Regions from separate parts of the Zea mays genome. Here regions 2 and 3 are each linked to region 1. The links are chromatin contacts, called in public Hi-C maps. All regions are on one chromosome and are shown on one strand. The core of a region is the stretch at or near the end of the contact, and the rest is flanking DNA. Distances in the headings are between cores, read along the strand shown. Region 1 holds the start of LOC103637510. Region 2 holds the start of LOC103637435 (protein LAZ1 homolog 2). Region 3 holds the start of LOC103637459 (transcription repressor OFP8).

Region 1 (4,785 bases), core at 868-3,367:
TACAACACTCTTTCAGTGGGTCAACATTGCTGCATGCATCTTGGAGTTTACTGATGTTGACTATTTTCTCAAAAGAGCTAATATCCTTCACAGGACAAGAAACATCAGTAAGATTTGATGGCCTCAGAGTACATAACTCAGGGATGTTGGTGTTTGCCCCTTTGCTTGCAAGGATGTTCATAATGTCAGAGAAACAAGCATTTGCTGAAGCCTGGTTGAGAACTAGGGTACCATTTCCACTGCCATATGCAGCTTGGAAAATATTCATCAAGCTATTAACTTGGGGGCAACATATAACATCAGCAACTAGTGGTGCTAACGGAATGGAGCAATCATACGCTGTCTTCTCCATGATATAAGAGAGTGCAGAAAAATTTACATGGCATTTTCCAGTCAAGACTGGATCATAGGATGTGTAATTTGGATACATAGGTGACAGTGGCTCAACAGGGTTAGTATTGTGTGGAAGAACAGAAGGTGAAATCTCTATTGGATCAAAGAGGCCAATTGGTGGATCAGACAGAAGGAATTTATCTTTTGGTTCAAGTGTCGATTTCTGAGACACAACATGCTGGCTTCCACAAAGCCAAACCACAATCAGCACAAGCCAGTGATGCACTGTACCTGCAATGTGATGTTATATTCAGCAAAGCATATCAAAGACAGCAAACAAAGAATGCACTTCAATCACATCACTTTCAGTAGAAACAAAACAAAACATGTAGCATGTCAAGTATTTCCATATCAATCTACAGTAAACTCCATCTTATTTCGTTACAAGGAGTTATTCAAGTAGAATGCCTAGCAACCCAGTCATGACTATATTTGATGAGTATGAGTTACAAGGAATATCACTATTATGTTAATTTGCCAAACCAGCTTGTCCTCCTAAATGTATATCCGTGTTGAACCAGTTCCCAATGCAACATGAAAACAGAGAATTTGTTTAACTATGTCATTGTGAAAATCAACCCCAATTATTAACAGAACATCAATCAATTCCAAATTAATGTGAGTACAAGACTCTAGAACAACATACAGCTAACCACTAGGTTACAATTAAATCACATGTTTAGCATTCAACAAGAATCACCGAAGACAGCATCAAAAATTCGAACAGAAATCTACATTGTATTGTTAACACAATTAAACTTATCTACTTGAACCTCACAAATTTAATTCATATATTCATTGTGAGTAAACTCCAAACACCATAATAGGGAAAAACTACTCACCCTGACCACAAGAACCAGAACTGGATCTGTCCATTTCTTTTAGCCTGAAGATGTATGTGCATACATGAGGCAATGTGTAAAGTCCTCAGTCCAATCACAGGTTTAAGAACTTCAGTCAGGGGATCACAAGAGAGCAACACTGCACTTGGAAGGGGACAAAAATAACCTAGAGATATAAGGTAACAGGATTCCAAATAGCGGCACTAAGCGCACGCTTCAGCGCTAAGCGGACGGGTCACGCTTCGTTTGGGGAATAAGCGGTACTAAAGCGGCGCGCCCGCCTTGGTGGAGCAGCGGCTGCTGGCTCCTGCTGCCCGACGGCCGCACGCGGCGCGCAGTGCAGCCGCCGGAGCCGGACGCCGTCGACTGTCCACCGGAGTAAGAGGGGAGCAGGAGGCGCGCACGTAGAGTCGCCGGCCGGTGTGCGGAGGACCGGAGGCGCAAGGCGATTGGCGCAAGGCGATTGGCGAAAGGAGAGAGGGGGAGCCGCTGACGCCGCCGCCGAATCTGGGACTGCCCCGCCGTCGCTGAGAGCCCGAGCCTGAGCGCCGCCACCGCCGTCGCCTGCGTGCCGAGCGCGAGTCGGAGAGGGAGCGGAAGATGGAGCGCCTGCGCTGCGAGGAAGATGAAGATGGGAGACGAAGAAACGGCGGCGGCTGTCGCCTGTCGGGCTGTGTCACTGTGTGCCTTCGCTGGAGCAGTGAAAAGGCTAGGGTAAAGAAACGTGTGGGTGTGGTGGAACGTAGGTTTGTCCTGAATTAATGGCTTTTAGATGGGCCACTAAATAAAGAAAAAGCCCATATTGTTCGTTTCTTTTCTATTTATTTTTCTTTCTAAACCTTTTGATAAATAAACACATAATTTAATGTATGTCAGATGTTTTGAGTTTTGTGTTAGAGTGTAGTATGAGTATGTTTGGGGTTCAATTACGTAGCTAAGTGGCCTGTAAGATAATGGTTAGAACTCATTTGTGGCTCTGGACGTTCTTTTGTAAATACAAACATCGCAAGAGGAAATTGTGAAAACCTCGTGTCTCATCTCACGTATGAGAACAAAGAGAGACATCTAAGGGTGTGTTTGGTTTGGCTTTTGGCTTTGGCTTTTGCCCCCTAAAAGTCAAAAGTCAACCAAAGGGCTGGATCTAGGAAGCAGCTTTTTCTAAAAGCCGACTTTCTCATATTGCAAAACTGAAAGCACCCCTGTACCTGCTTTTAGTGGCTTTTGGATGGAATTGTGAAAAGATATATCGAAGAACTTTTAACGACTTTTAGTGGTTTCCACCAAATGATTTTTAGCTTTTTAACAGCACACAGCCTACAGCAGCTTTTTCCACAGCTCACAGCCCACAGCAACTTTTTCCGCAGCCACAGCCCAACCAAACAGACCCTAAGACTAACTCCAACGGAGCAGCCAAACGGCCAGCCAAAGCCAATATGGCTGTCGTGGTGCTACTGTAGCGCCTAGAAACAGGTTCCAACAACACAGCCAAAAGGAGCAGCTATTTTAGAGGGGATGAGAGAGAAAAGCTAGATTGGCTGGTTCAGAGCCGGCAGCCATTTTCTCCCCTTCATCTCTGACAATCCGGACCCACTTCTGAGGCTTCTGGCCACTCGCCCTGGGAACCAGCTATTTTAGCTGCTCCGTTGGATACGACGGACGTATGGATGGCCAGCTAAATTACTGTGGCAAGCCAACAGCCTGAATGTCTGTCCGTTTTGGCTAGTGTCTGTTGGAGACAGCCTAATGCTTGATACATTTAGGCTATCTATTTCCAACAGTTTATCCTCTTTCTTATTCATTATTTTAAACTTCACTTTATAAACATGGACATCTACAGTTACATATCCCTATTTTACACTACTGCTTATACTGCTCCCCACTTCCATCTCCCATTTGTTTTCGATTCATTTGTAGTCTCTTAGGCTACGTTTGGTTGCGGGACAGCCAGGACAGGGATGTCCCCTGGTGTCCTCTCTCGCCCCTCTAATTTTGAGGGATAACTGGGACAACACTGAGATAGTCTTGTCCTAGCCATTGACTCTAAACCAAACAACCTTATTTCAAGGATCATCCCATCCCGTCCCATCCTGTCACTGCAACCAAACACATTGCTCTACACTTTCATCTCTTATTTGTATGGCGAGACCAACATTTCCAGTTTTTGCCATATTATAAAACGATTGAGTATGTTTAGGAACTTTTAAGCACACTTAAGCTCTAGATGGTGGGTCATCGCTCGCTAGCGCTTAATGTTTTCTTTAACCTTAATAAACAAAATGGATGGTAATGCACAAGGCGGGAAAATAATCTCAACCAAGTATGGCCAATAACAATGTTTTTTTGAGCCTAACTAACCATATAATAATCATATATTTTGTCACATGATTATTCACTTCAAGATCAACTCACCGAAAAATCTGGTAGGAATAAATTGTGTGCCGTTGTGTTATTTCCAGAATTAAATATGCAGACGCTGCTTTCTGTTGTAACTCAAAAATAATTTGAGCTGAAACAATGCCATGGAGATTAAACAGAGGTTTGTAACCTATGTATCCAAATTTACTTTGTTCATAATAGGAGGTACATTTTCGGGACTAAGGTAGCATAGCAATATATTGGGTGCACACATGTACAATGAACAACATGCAGAGAAAATCAAATTTATTAGGCGTAATACACAAACAATTTGTAATTACATCAGATCCAACTACAAATACCCAAATAGATTAAGTTAGGATTCGAGTGTTTGGTTTCGCACAATAAAAAAGGAAAGGTAGATGTGAGCATAGGGTTTTGGTCACTCGTGAAGGGCTCGGCGAAAACCTGACGAAGGAACTAAGGCTAGACTTAAGCACTTCGAGTAGGGCGGCAATGACAATCACCTAGTAGTGCCACGAGTGGATGGGAGCGCAGGAGTGGACGGGAAAAGAAAAGTAGACGGTGAATGGAGGTGGCATTTGGACTTGAGCTGAAATAGCAAAGGGAAATATTAAGGGTTAGTTTGGAAACTCAAATTCTTTTGGGATCCCTATATTTTCATAGGATGAGCAATCTCAGGGGTGTTATTTAAATAAGGCGTTTAGTTATTTATAAAAAGTTTTATTTCTCTCGGTTTCACTCCCCCTTGCTTCCAAACTAGCTCTAATGAGTTCTATGAGCTTGGGTTATAGATTGAAAAAATAGTAGTTATAGTTTATTCTGATATCTAGCGGTATTGGTTCACGATCAGGGACACAAGATGTACATAACTATACATTGCAAAGAAAAGTACTTTATATTTTAGAATTTGAAAAAATAAATTTAAAAAGTAATGTTTTATATCTTTAACTTTAGTACTACGTGACCATACAGATGATAGCTCATGACCTATGTAGTTCCATCTCATCTAGTTTTATGAGCCACCATGTCTCATCTTTTTCTAGTGCTCCTATGTGCCCAGTGACCCTGGGCGCCTACCCGAACTATGATGCAAATTGCATCCTTAGGTTTCTATTACAACATATGCACTAAATATATGATTTAATTGGCTCAATGAGATTTGCTCAGGCTA
Region 2 (4,785 bases), core at 645-3,144, 430 kb before region 1:
TGGATTGAGTGAGATTGTGTGAGTTTAAATCATCCTAAGTAAGTCAAACTCTTTCTTAATTTTTCAATCACATCCAATCCATAGGTAATGATATTAATCGAACAAAGCCTTAGATGGAAACTAACCTCACGAAGTAATCGTGGTCTCTATCATTATATTTATATCACATACGTATCTACATAAGCATCCAACGCATGTGAAAGCTATATTTTTTTCCCCAAATGATCATCTTTATATAAATTATGTAACAGTCCTAGGGCTAGTTTGATATCTCCATTTTTATAATGGATTTTTATTTTTCAAGAGAAATTAGTTCAATTTTAGGACTAGTTTGGTAATTACATTTTCCAAAGGATTCTTATTTTTCCAAGGAAAAATGAACTAATTTCTCTTAAAAATTGAAAATCCTGTGAAAAAATATGATTTGCAAACTAGCCCTTAGGGTTATTCAAAACAAATGATTTTCTTCACGTGGATCCTCTCTAAATTCTTTATATCAAACCAGGCCTTAGGGTTTCTCAATACCTACACAACTTTTCCCCAATTTTCTCCGGCCTATAAACGATGGGATACCCAAATACAGATGAGTACAGTACTCCGGCCTATAAGAGGACTGGGCTGACCAGAGATCCTATTGGGCCGTCGAGTGTACTACTGCACGACACCTTTTTTTGTGTACATCTCTATCCGTCTCTCAATTCTACGAGGTAGCCCAGTACTCCAGTTTGAGGGCCCAATAGATACCGCAAGCGTGTTGACAATATAGGCCGTAACGGAAAAGATTCTGTGACAATATAGCCCAGTACTCTAGCTGTGGGGAGAGCATAGATGTGTACGTAGCTGATCAGTGATCATCACAAGATTACACTACAGCGATTCGATCCCTCTAGAGGACTAACGGAAAAGATTCTGTGATTATATATATATATATATGCAGATTATTACTGTGCAGCTGCTTTACATACCAAGGCAAGCCACCAAGTATCGTCCGAAGGCGTACAGAGCAAAGGCTTCGTAACAATTCCGTAATATATCACAGGCCAGAGAGAGCTTCGAGTTCCACAGTGAGATTATCTGGAAGGAGGAAATTGGATATCAATTCATGTCAAGAACTCAAGATTGATGGGTTGCAAACTACGTACAAACCCGCTAGCTGCTAGTGCTTACCGATTCGCAGGCATAAACAGGCACCATGAACAGCACAGCTATGATCCACTTCTGTTCCTGCAGGATTCCAGCATGCAGGAGAGTGCATCAGCACAATCGTCCAGCAGCACGCACGGATAACAACAAACAAGCCATCCCTATGAACATCAGTTAGTTACTTACAGCTGGATCGCTGTAGGATCTGAGGTGCTGCAGGATGAGCCAGAGCGAGATGAGGAGCGCCACGAGCGCGAACGGCGCGCCAGTGAGCACCGCCGGGCCGTGGACGTTGCCGTACAACCCCCGGAAGGTAGAGGATGATGATCCGTCAGATGCCATCGCCTCATTCCACATCCAATCCAAGGCTGTCTGCACCAACGACTTCTCTTGGGCTCTGCAGCACAGCTCTCAGGCCACAGGGGAGGGGAGGGAACACCCGAGTAACACTTGGCGGAAGAAGTTGGGTGGGGGGATCATCTGCAGATCAAGTACTCCGCGGCGCGGCAAGTGAATTGAGCCCGCCACATGTTGGACAGATTGGAGTTCAAATACCCCCAACAAAAAATATAAACAGAGGGGACAATTAATGGATTCGAGTGGCGGCGGCAGGGAGAGAAGGAGACGAACAACGCATCCACGCAAGTACAAGAGGGGTATCCTTACCAATCGGAGCTGGAGCGGAGGGAGATCTCCGGTCCACCGCCACTGGCTGCACGGCTGAATGAGGACACGACGACTATAGATGTACATGAGGCACGGGCCCGTTAACCCGGCCCGAGGCCCGTTTTTTTTTTGGCCCGGTTCGCGCCCGGCCCGGCATGTATGGGATGGGTCCGGGCTGGCACGGCCCAGTGGAGCAGGCCGTGTCTGGGCCGCTGGCCAGGCACGTGGGCCGGCACGGCACGGCCTGCTCCACGCGGACAGCCCGGTCGGGGTCCGTAGCCGACGTCGTGGCCCTTACTGAAAGTCGCCTAGAAGGGGGTGAATAGGGTGAAACTGAAATTTACAAATATAAACACAACTACAAGTCGGGTTAGCGTTAGAAATATAATAGAGTCCGCGAGAGAGGGTGCAAAACAAATCGCAAGCGAATAGTGAAGTGAGACACGCGGATTTGTTTTACCGAGGTTCGGTTCTCTCAAACCTACTCCACGTTGAGGAGGCCACAAAGGCCGGGTCTTTTTCAACCCATTCCCTCTCTCAAACGGTCCCTCGGACCGAGTGAGCTTTCTCTTCTCAATCACTTGGAACACAATGTTCCTACAAGGACCACCACAAGATTGGTGTCTCTTGCCTCAATTACAAGTGAGTTTGATCGCAAGAAAGAATCAAGAAATAAGAAAGCAATCGAAGCGCAAGAGCTCGAAAGAACACAAGCAAATCTCTCTCACTAGTCACTAAAGCTTTGTGTGGAATTTGGGAGAGGATTTGATCTCTTGAGTGTGTCTAGAATTGAATGCCTAGCACTTGTAAATGGTTGGAAGTGTGAAAACTTGGATACCATGAATGGTGGGTGGTTGGGGGTATTTATAGCCCCAACCACCAAACTAGCCGTTTTGTGAGGCTGTCTGTCGAATGGCGCACCGGACATGTCCGGTGCGACAGCCACGTCACCAGAGCCGTTGGGTTCTGACCGTTGGAGCTCTGACTTCTGGGCCCGCCTGGATGTCCGGTGGCGCACTTGACATGTACTGTAGAATGTCCGGTGCGCCAGCATGGGCGTGCCTGACCTCTGCGCGCGCTGGCGCGCAATAAATGCGCTGCAGGTAGCCGTTGGCGCCTGAAGTAGCCGTTGCCCCGTTGTTACACCGGACAGTCCGGTGTACACCGGACATGTCCGGTGAATTATAGCGGAGCAGCCGAAGCGAATTCCCGAGGCTGGCGAGTTCCTGAGGCCGCTCTTCCTTGGAGCACCGGACACTGTGAAAGGGAAATGTGCCCTTGGGCCATTTCTAAGTATTTTGGTGATTGAGTGTCAACACAAGTGTTTAAATATGAATCTATGCCCATGGGTGAACAAAGTGCAAATCAAGAGCAAAGGTATGTTTCTAAGTCTTAGTACATTGGTTTTGTGTACTAATATATTTGTCTAAGTGTTAGAAACAGAAAGAAGAAGAAAAGAGAAGAGTTGGCTGTGTACAGCCAAAAGGCTGGTTCGGTCTGGGGCACCGGACTGTCCGGTGGTGCACCGGACAGTGTCCGGTGCGCCAGGTTGCCTCGAGCGAAGTGGTCGCTCTCGGGAATTCACCGACGGCGTACGGCTAAAATTCACCGGACTGTCCGGTGAGCCAACTGTCGGCCGGGCCAACGGTCGGCCGCGCGATCTGCGCGGGACACGTGGCCGAGCCAACGGTCGGAAGGGGGCACCGGACTGTCCGGTGTGCACCGGACATGTCCGGTGCGCCAACGGCTCCCAGATCTGCAACGGTCGGCTTCGCCAATTAAGGAAAGGAATCGGGCACCGGACACTGTCCGGTGTGCACCGGACTGTCCGGTGCGCCCGACGACAGAAGGCAAAGATGGCCTTCCAGATTTGTTCTCAACGGCTCCTAGCTGCCTTGGGGCTATAAAAGGGACCCCTAGGCGCATGGAGGGATACACCAAGCAACCTTAGAGCATTCTTGATCATCCACACTCAGTCTTTGTGCATCCGATTGTCATTCTAAGTGATTCGAGCTCCGTTCTTGTGAGAACTTTGAGATAGTCTTTGAGCTCGATTCTTGGCCGTGTGTGTGCGCATTTCGCTGTGGATTTGTGTGTGTTGCTTCCCTCCCTTACTCCGTGCTTCTTTGTGAATCTTAAGTGTAAGGACGAGAGACTCCAATTTGTGGAGATTCCTCGCGAGTGGGATAAAGATAAGCAAGGCAAAACACAGTGGTATTCAAGTGGGTCTTTGGACCGCTTGAGAGGGGTGATTGCAACCCTCGTCCGTTGGGACGCCACAACGTGGAGTAGGCAAGTTTTGTACTTGGCCGAACCACGGGATAAATCACCGTGTCTTCTCTGTGTTGAATTCTTTGTGATTGTCGTATTGTGCAAGATCTCCTCTTTAGCCACTTGGCAATTATTGTGCTAACCCTTAACAAGTTTTTGTGGCTATAAGTTTAAGTTTTTACAGGATCACCTATTCACCCCCCCCCCTCTAGGTGCTCTCAATTGGTATCAGAGCCGTTCTCTTCAAGAAAGGGACTAACCGCCCGAAGAGATGGATCCTAAGGGGAAGGGAATCGTGATCAACGACAAGGAAAAGGAGTCCTTCGTCAACGAGCCAAAAGATGACAAATCCAACGACTCTGGCTCGGGCCACAGACGTAAAGATGGGAAGAAGAAAAAGACAAGACGTATCAAGGAGATCGTCTACTACGACAGTGACGAGTCTACTTCTTCCCACAAGGACGACGACTACGACAAACAAAAGACGGTTAACTCAAACTTCTTTTTTGATTATTCGCGCATTCCACACAGCTCAAATGCTCATTTGCTCCCCATTCCACTTGGCAAGCCTCCTCACTTTGATGGAGAGGACTACGGATTTTGGAGTCACAAAATGCGTACACACCTATTTTCTCTCCATCCAAGCATTTGGGAGATTGTGGAAAGTGGAATGAAATTTGATAGCTCGGATAGTCCTTCATTTAT
Region 3 (4,785 bases), core at 927-3,426, 410 kb before region 1:
ATAAATGATACTGTATTTAATTTAGATAATAATCCTCCTATCCTTTGCAACAAGGGGCTAATGACACCCTACCTAGAGCGATGGAAATGTGTCAACAGATGCAGATAGGACAAGGGCAAAGCCGCCCTAGCTATCCTAGCCCGCGTGTAGTTTTTTCTAAAAGGCATCGCACATCAGTGTTGTGTAGGCCCTGCCATAGTGCCATGGAATAAACAGGATGTTCGTAGGGTCCTCCTGATTCCAAAAGCTAGCTTAACTATATATCCTCAACAAGACACAGAGCCAAACAAAATTTAGGAGAGAATAAACTAAACTGCTATAGTATATATAGAGGTCCTTTCTACATTACACAATGTACATTTTAAATTTTATGAGATGTTTCAATGAAAATCCATAGGCTCAGGAGCGGTAAGGAGTATTAAGTTACATGTACCAATCAATTAAACCTAAAAGTTTAAGATGATAGAAAAAAGTTGATAATTTAATTATATTATATTCCAACGTTTTTCTCACGTCGAGCCTTTTTTGGGTCTCTTGTTGACGTGGAATATAGGAGCGAACAATAATTATTTTATTTAATTGTGCTTACCAGTATTCAAACGCGAGATTTCTAGATCTGATATCATATTAAGTTACATACACCAACCAGCTTAATCTGATAGAAAGACGTGGACAATTCACTTATATTATATTCCAAACAAGAGGCACGTCCTATCCGCTCCACCGCTGCATCCCGTCTCTTTGATCTTCAATAATTTTCGTCATTCAGCTGCATTACCACAAATAAATCTAAATATGTCAACTCTTTGTGGAGCACGTGTTACTCGCCAGTCGTCACGATAAATTTAGATGTTTAAGAACATCTCCAAGAGTACCTCAAATAAGTGCCATAAAAAGAGTACGAAAAGGATGTTCGAATGCCTCATAGAAAAAAAAAATCTTTTTCAAGAAGAATATCTTTACAAAAGAGTAATAAAGAGGACCTACAACTTTACGGAATGCATGCATGAAGTTTGAACAAATAGTTGTAATTTGAGGGCACTTATATAAATAGCTTTTCGTAAGAAAAAATATACATATTTGGAGATGGGGGTATTTTTTGAAGGGCTTAAAAAAGGGTACCCAAAAACAAAAGAGAGATCAGTAAGTGAAAAAAATGAAATATAATAAAACATATAGCCTCTATGACCAAATAAGTGGGCGTCTGTGGTGGATAGCTAGGGGTACGGAAATGAGAGATGTAAACTAACACGCGTATGATTGGATCAAGTAATTACCATTGTATAAGAGTAAGACGCTGGATGCCCTTACCATGCATATGGTCTCTGTCTTTTTTCAAATTCATCCTTGCATGGTTTCACCGAATTCATTAGTGACGGCAACTCGGCAAACCTGTTATCGTCGTCACAAAACCGAGTTGGTTATCTGTATTGTCCGCGCTCTATATTTCACTAGGCAGGCTTTTGACAAGCCAAGCAACATTTTCATAAAATTAACACTAGAACATCCATGCACTACTCAATGTAAATTAAATTTCGTCTCAGAGATTGACTACCATATATAGATAGCCAATAAGCACGAGGCCTGCGAGCCCGGCACGAAGCCCGCTGTTTGGGCCCGGTCCGAGCCTGACATAACCCGGTTCTATGCGGGCCCGGCCCGGCCCGGCACGAATAAGCGGGTCGGGCTCGGACAGAAAACTATGCACGGTGGGCTAGCTCGACACGACCCGTTTACCTCTAAGCCAGTTAAACCCGCTTTTTACACTAAAACGTGCTTACCGACCTGCTTTTCGGTCCGATTTTTCGTGCTAAACGGGTCGGCCCGCTGTGGAACGAGCCCGGACAGGAAACTGAGCACGCGTGCTTATACGGCCCGGTCCGGTTTCGTAACCGTGCCTAGCGGGCCGAGCCCAAAACGGACCGGGCTTCACCGTACCCTGGCTGGGCGGTCCATTTGGCCATCTCTACTACCATGTATGTCGTCGATCTGTACTCCTGTCTTGTTTGCGACAGTTTATGAGGGACGTGAAAAAGGTCTGGCATCGGTGGTCTCACCAGATGAGTTTGCGCTTAGTTAGGGTTTTAATCTAACCCTTTTTTAAATTTCGCACCAGCTGCACCTGCCAGATCCTGTCCATTCAAAAAACGAAGACACTAGTGTAGCCGTTTCACTCGCTGATCCGGATGCAACGAACGTGCACATATATGGCCGGTATCTATGGCTCGCTCTTTTTAAGCTAGGCCTCTCTGTTCCTCGCCCCAGCCCACGGCAGCCCTTTCCTTCCGCAACATACATACCCACTGCACGAGCCAACGAGCGCAGCCACACTCCTCGCCCCCGCCCCCGCCAGAGCATAAGCCCTTCCATGAGGGTGTTGATGTCGCGCCGGCGCGGTGCCGGTGCCAGCGGCGGCGGGCTGTGCATCAACAAAAAGGCCCGCCTATTCATGTGCGGCTGCGGCGGCACCAAGGCTGTCTCCATCTCCGATGGCTCCTCCGACAAGTCACCAACCGCCACGCCGCAGACCGCCGCGTCAACCACTCCGCTCACCGGCACGTCGACCGCCACCGTCACGACCGAGTCGACGAGAAGAGGAGGGAGCAGGCCGGCGACGACAACGTCGTCGGCTCCCTCCTCGTTCTCGGTCTCGTCTTCGTCCGTCACCACCACCACCACCACCACCGCCGACGACGGCCCCAGCAGCATGGAGGAGAGCACGCCCAGCCTGTCGGCGCTCCTGCGCCAGCTCCACGAGCTGGAGCGCAGCGTCCGCTTCCTGCACTCCGCCGGCAGCACCGACGGCAAGCAGTGGCACCGCCGGACCGTGAGCGAGGGCGGCGGCGGGTCCGGGCGGGTGGAGGAGAGCGTGGCGGTGGTGAAGGAGTCGGCGGACCCGCTGGGCGACTTCCGCCGGTCCATGCTGCAGATGATCGTGGAGAAGGAGATCGTGGGCGGCGCGGAGCTCCGGGAGCTGCTGCACCGGTTCCTGTCCCTCAACTCGCCGCGCCACCACCACCTCATCCTCCGCGCCTTCGCCGAGATCTGGGAGGAGGTCTTCGCCGGGCACGAGCGCGCGCCGGACTTCCTCGCCTCCTCCCGCCGCTGCAGGAAGAAGCAGCACCAGCACCTGGCAACGCGTGGTGCTTGAGCTTGACTAGTCTGTTCCTCGATCGGTTTGTTACGTCCAACTGTCCAAGGTCCAATCCCATCCCCCGGCCGTCGATTAATTTCTCTTGTACGTTCGTGGCTGGGCGGACGAGACTTGCATGGTTGTTTTCAGTAGTTTCGTTTTTGTCGATTTCTTTGACGCATTGGTTTATCACAAGTGCGCTGGTAACGGTCTTGAGTTAGGGTTTTTGTCGATGCGTTGATATATCAAGTGTTCTGTACTGATGTGTACTCCACGCAACAAACGCCTTGGTTTTTTTTTCTGAACTGATTGTAGACTTTCAGTGTGTTTTTCTAAACTGCTTGGTATATCAGAGTAGATAGTGTTTTTCTCCTCCATTTATGTTCGGCGTCGCTTTAGCCGTTGCATCGGTGAAGAACCAACAGATGATCACGCGACCACACCGGGGAGGTGAGTGTGTGTGTGTTGTGTGTGAGAGAGAGAGAGCACCATAGCCGGCCGGTGGAAACGGCCGGAAAGGCGCCGCCCGTGATCCCCGGGCGCTTGACTCGTTGCGAGCTAGCTGTTGTGGTGGGTTACTCCAACGGGGCGAAACGATGGTGCTCGGCAGTCGGCACTCGGCTTTTGTCTTGCGCGGCAACCGCGCGCGCGCGATGGGAAATGCCCACCCGATCCATGGATCCGTCAGGGTCGCACGGCACGGCTGCACGCGCGTGGCGGCGTGCCTCGCAGCCTCCTTTGGTAACCCGGTAACACGGCTGGATCCCGGCCTAATCTCCAGGTAAAATAACCTCGGGCCCAACTTTCTCCGCGCGAAATAAAATTGCGCTTGGCAGCCCATTATCCCGACCGAATCCGCGGGAGAGGACGAGGCTATCTGGCCTAGCCTCGCGAGGTCGGGCTGGAAACTCTCGCCTCTCGCGGTCTCGCTCGCCTCTCCAAGACACCACCCCGCCGCGGCGCCGCCTTCGCCTCCAGGTCACCCTGCCGCCTTCGTCCACTGCCCGTGGCTTCCGTCCGCCTCCACCTCACTCACCCACGTCGTCGCCTCCGTCCGCCTCCTCCCCTCCTGCGCGTGGTCCTTCCAGCGCCGCGACTCAGATTTCTGTCCCATCGGGTGGTGCTCACCCAGGGATTCTGGGTAGCAGGGATTACACTCCCTGGGTGCTGACTCCCCTGGGCTCCCTTCCCCCAGCTGCCAAAGAAAGCCTCAGGGAGTCAGGGTGCTTGCGGAGTACGTTGCATCGGTGCTGCCGCACACATTTGTTTGAGGAGATGAGCTGCTTCTTTTCGACGAATTTAAGCCCCTGTTTGGTTCAGCTTCTGGGCGGCTTCTGGTCGCCAGAAGCCGAAGCTGTAACCAAACGGTCAGCTTCTCGCGCGACTTTTCCGCGCCGCGCTTCGAATAGAAGCGACCCGGCAACGGTCCGCTAGAAGCGGCCATCAGTTGGCTTCGGGCGAAAGCTTCTTCACTTCGCTAGGGTTCTCGCGCACCCACCGCGCCGCCGCCGCTCCCTCTCCTCCCCCCATCGTCGTCTTCGCAGGTACGGGCGAACTCCTCCGCGAACTCCTCCATCCCGATCGCGTCTTCTCCTCCTCCGCCGCGTCTCCTTCCCATGACACTCCACTTTGGCTAGGGTTGGCGCACCCAC

What was found. A called contact is a pair of places that touch in the nucleus more often than the background predicts.
Region 2: a contact with region 1 is called in a Hi-C map of tassel, with 2.7 times the contacts expected there. The contact joins the promoter of LOC103637435 here to the promoter of LOC103637510 in region 1.
Region 3: a contact with region 1 is called in a Hi-C map of ear, with 2.3 times the contacts expected there. The contact joins the promoter of LOC103637459 here to the promoter of LOC103637510 in region 1. A contact is called at or near these places in 2 of 25 Hi-C or Micro-C datasets (ear and tassel).

Annotation. Positions count from the first base shown.
Region 1 is chr1:83,408,161-83,412,945 of Zm-B73-REFERENCE-NAM-5.0, forward strand. LOC103637510 reads right to left here and starts at 2,118. Exons shown (of 7, transcript XM_008659683.4): 1 at 1,236-2,118; 2 at 1-624. The coding sequence starts at 1,269. It also overlaps the pseudogene LOC118473061.
Region 2 is chr1:82,981,482-82,986,266 of Zm-B73-REFERENCE-NAM-5.0, forward strand. LOC103637435 (protein LAZ1 homolog 2) reads right to left here and starts at 1,895. Exons shown (of 5, transcript XM_008659634.3): 1 at 1,810-1,895; 2 at 1,330-1,623; 3 at 1,168-1,224; 4 at 966-1,074. The coding sequence starts at 1,500.
Region 3 is chr1:82,998,860-83,003,644 of Zm-B73-REFERENCE-NAM-5.0, forward strand. LOC103637459 (transcription repressor OFP8) reads left to right here and starts at 2,177. Exons shown (of 1, transcript XM_008659648.2): 1 at 2,177-3,480. The coding sequence starts at 2,369. The coding sequence ends at 3,151.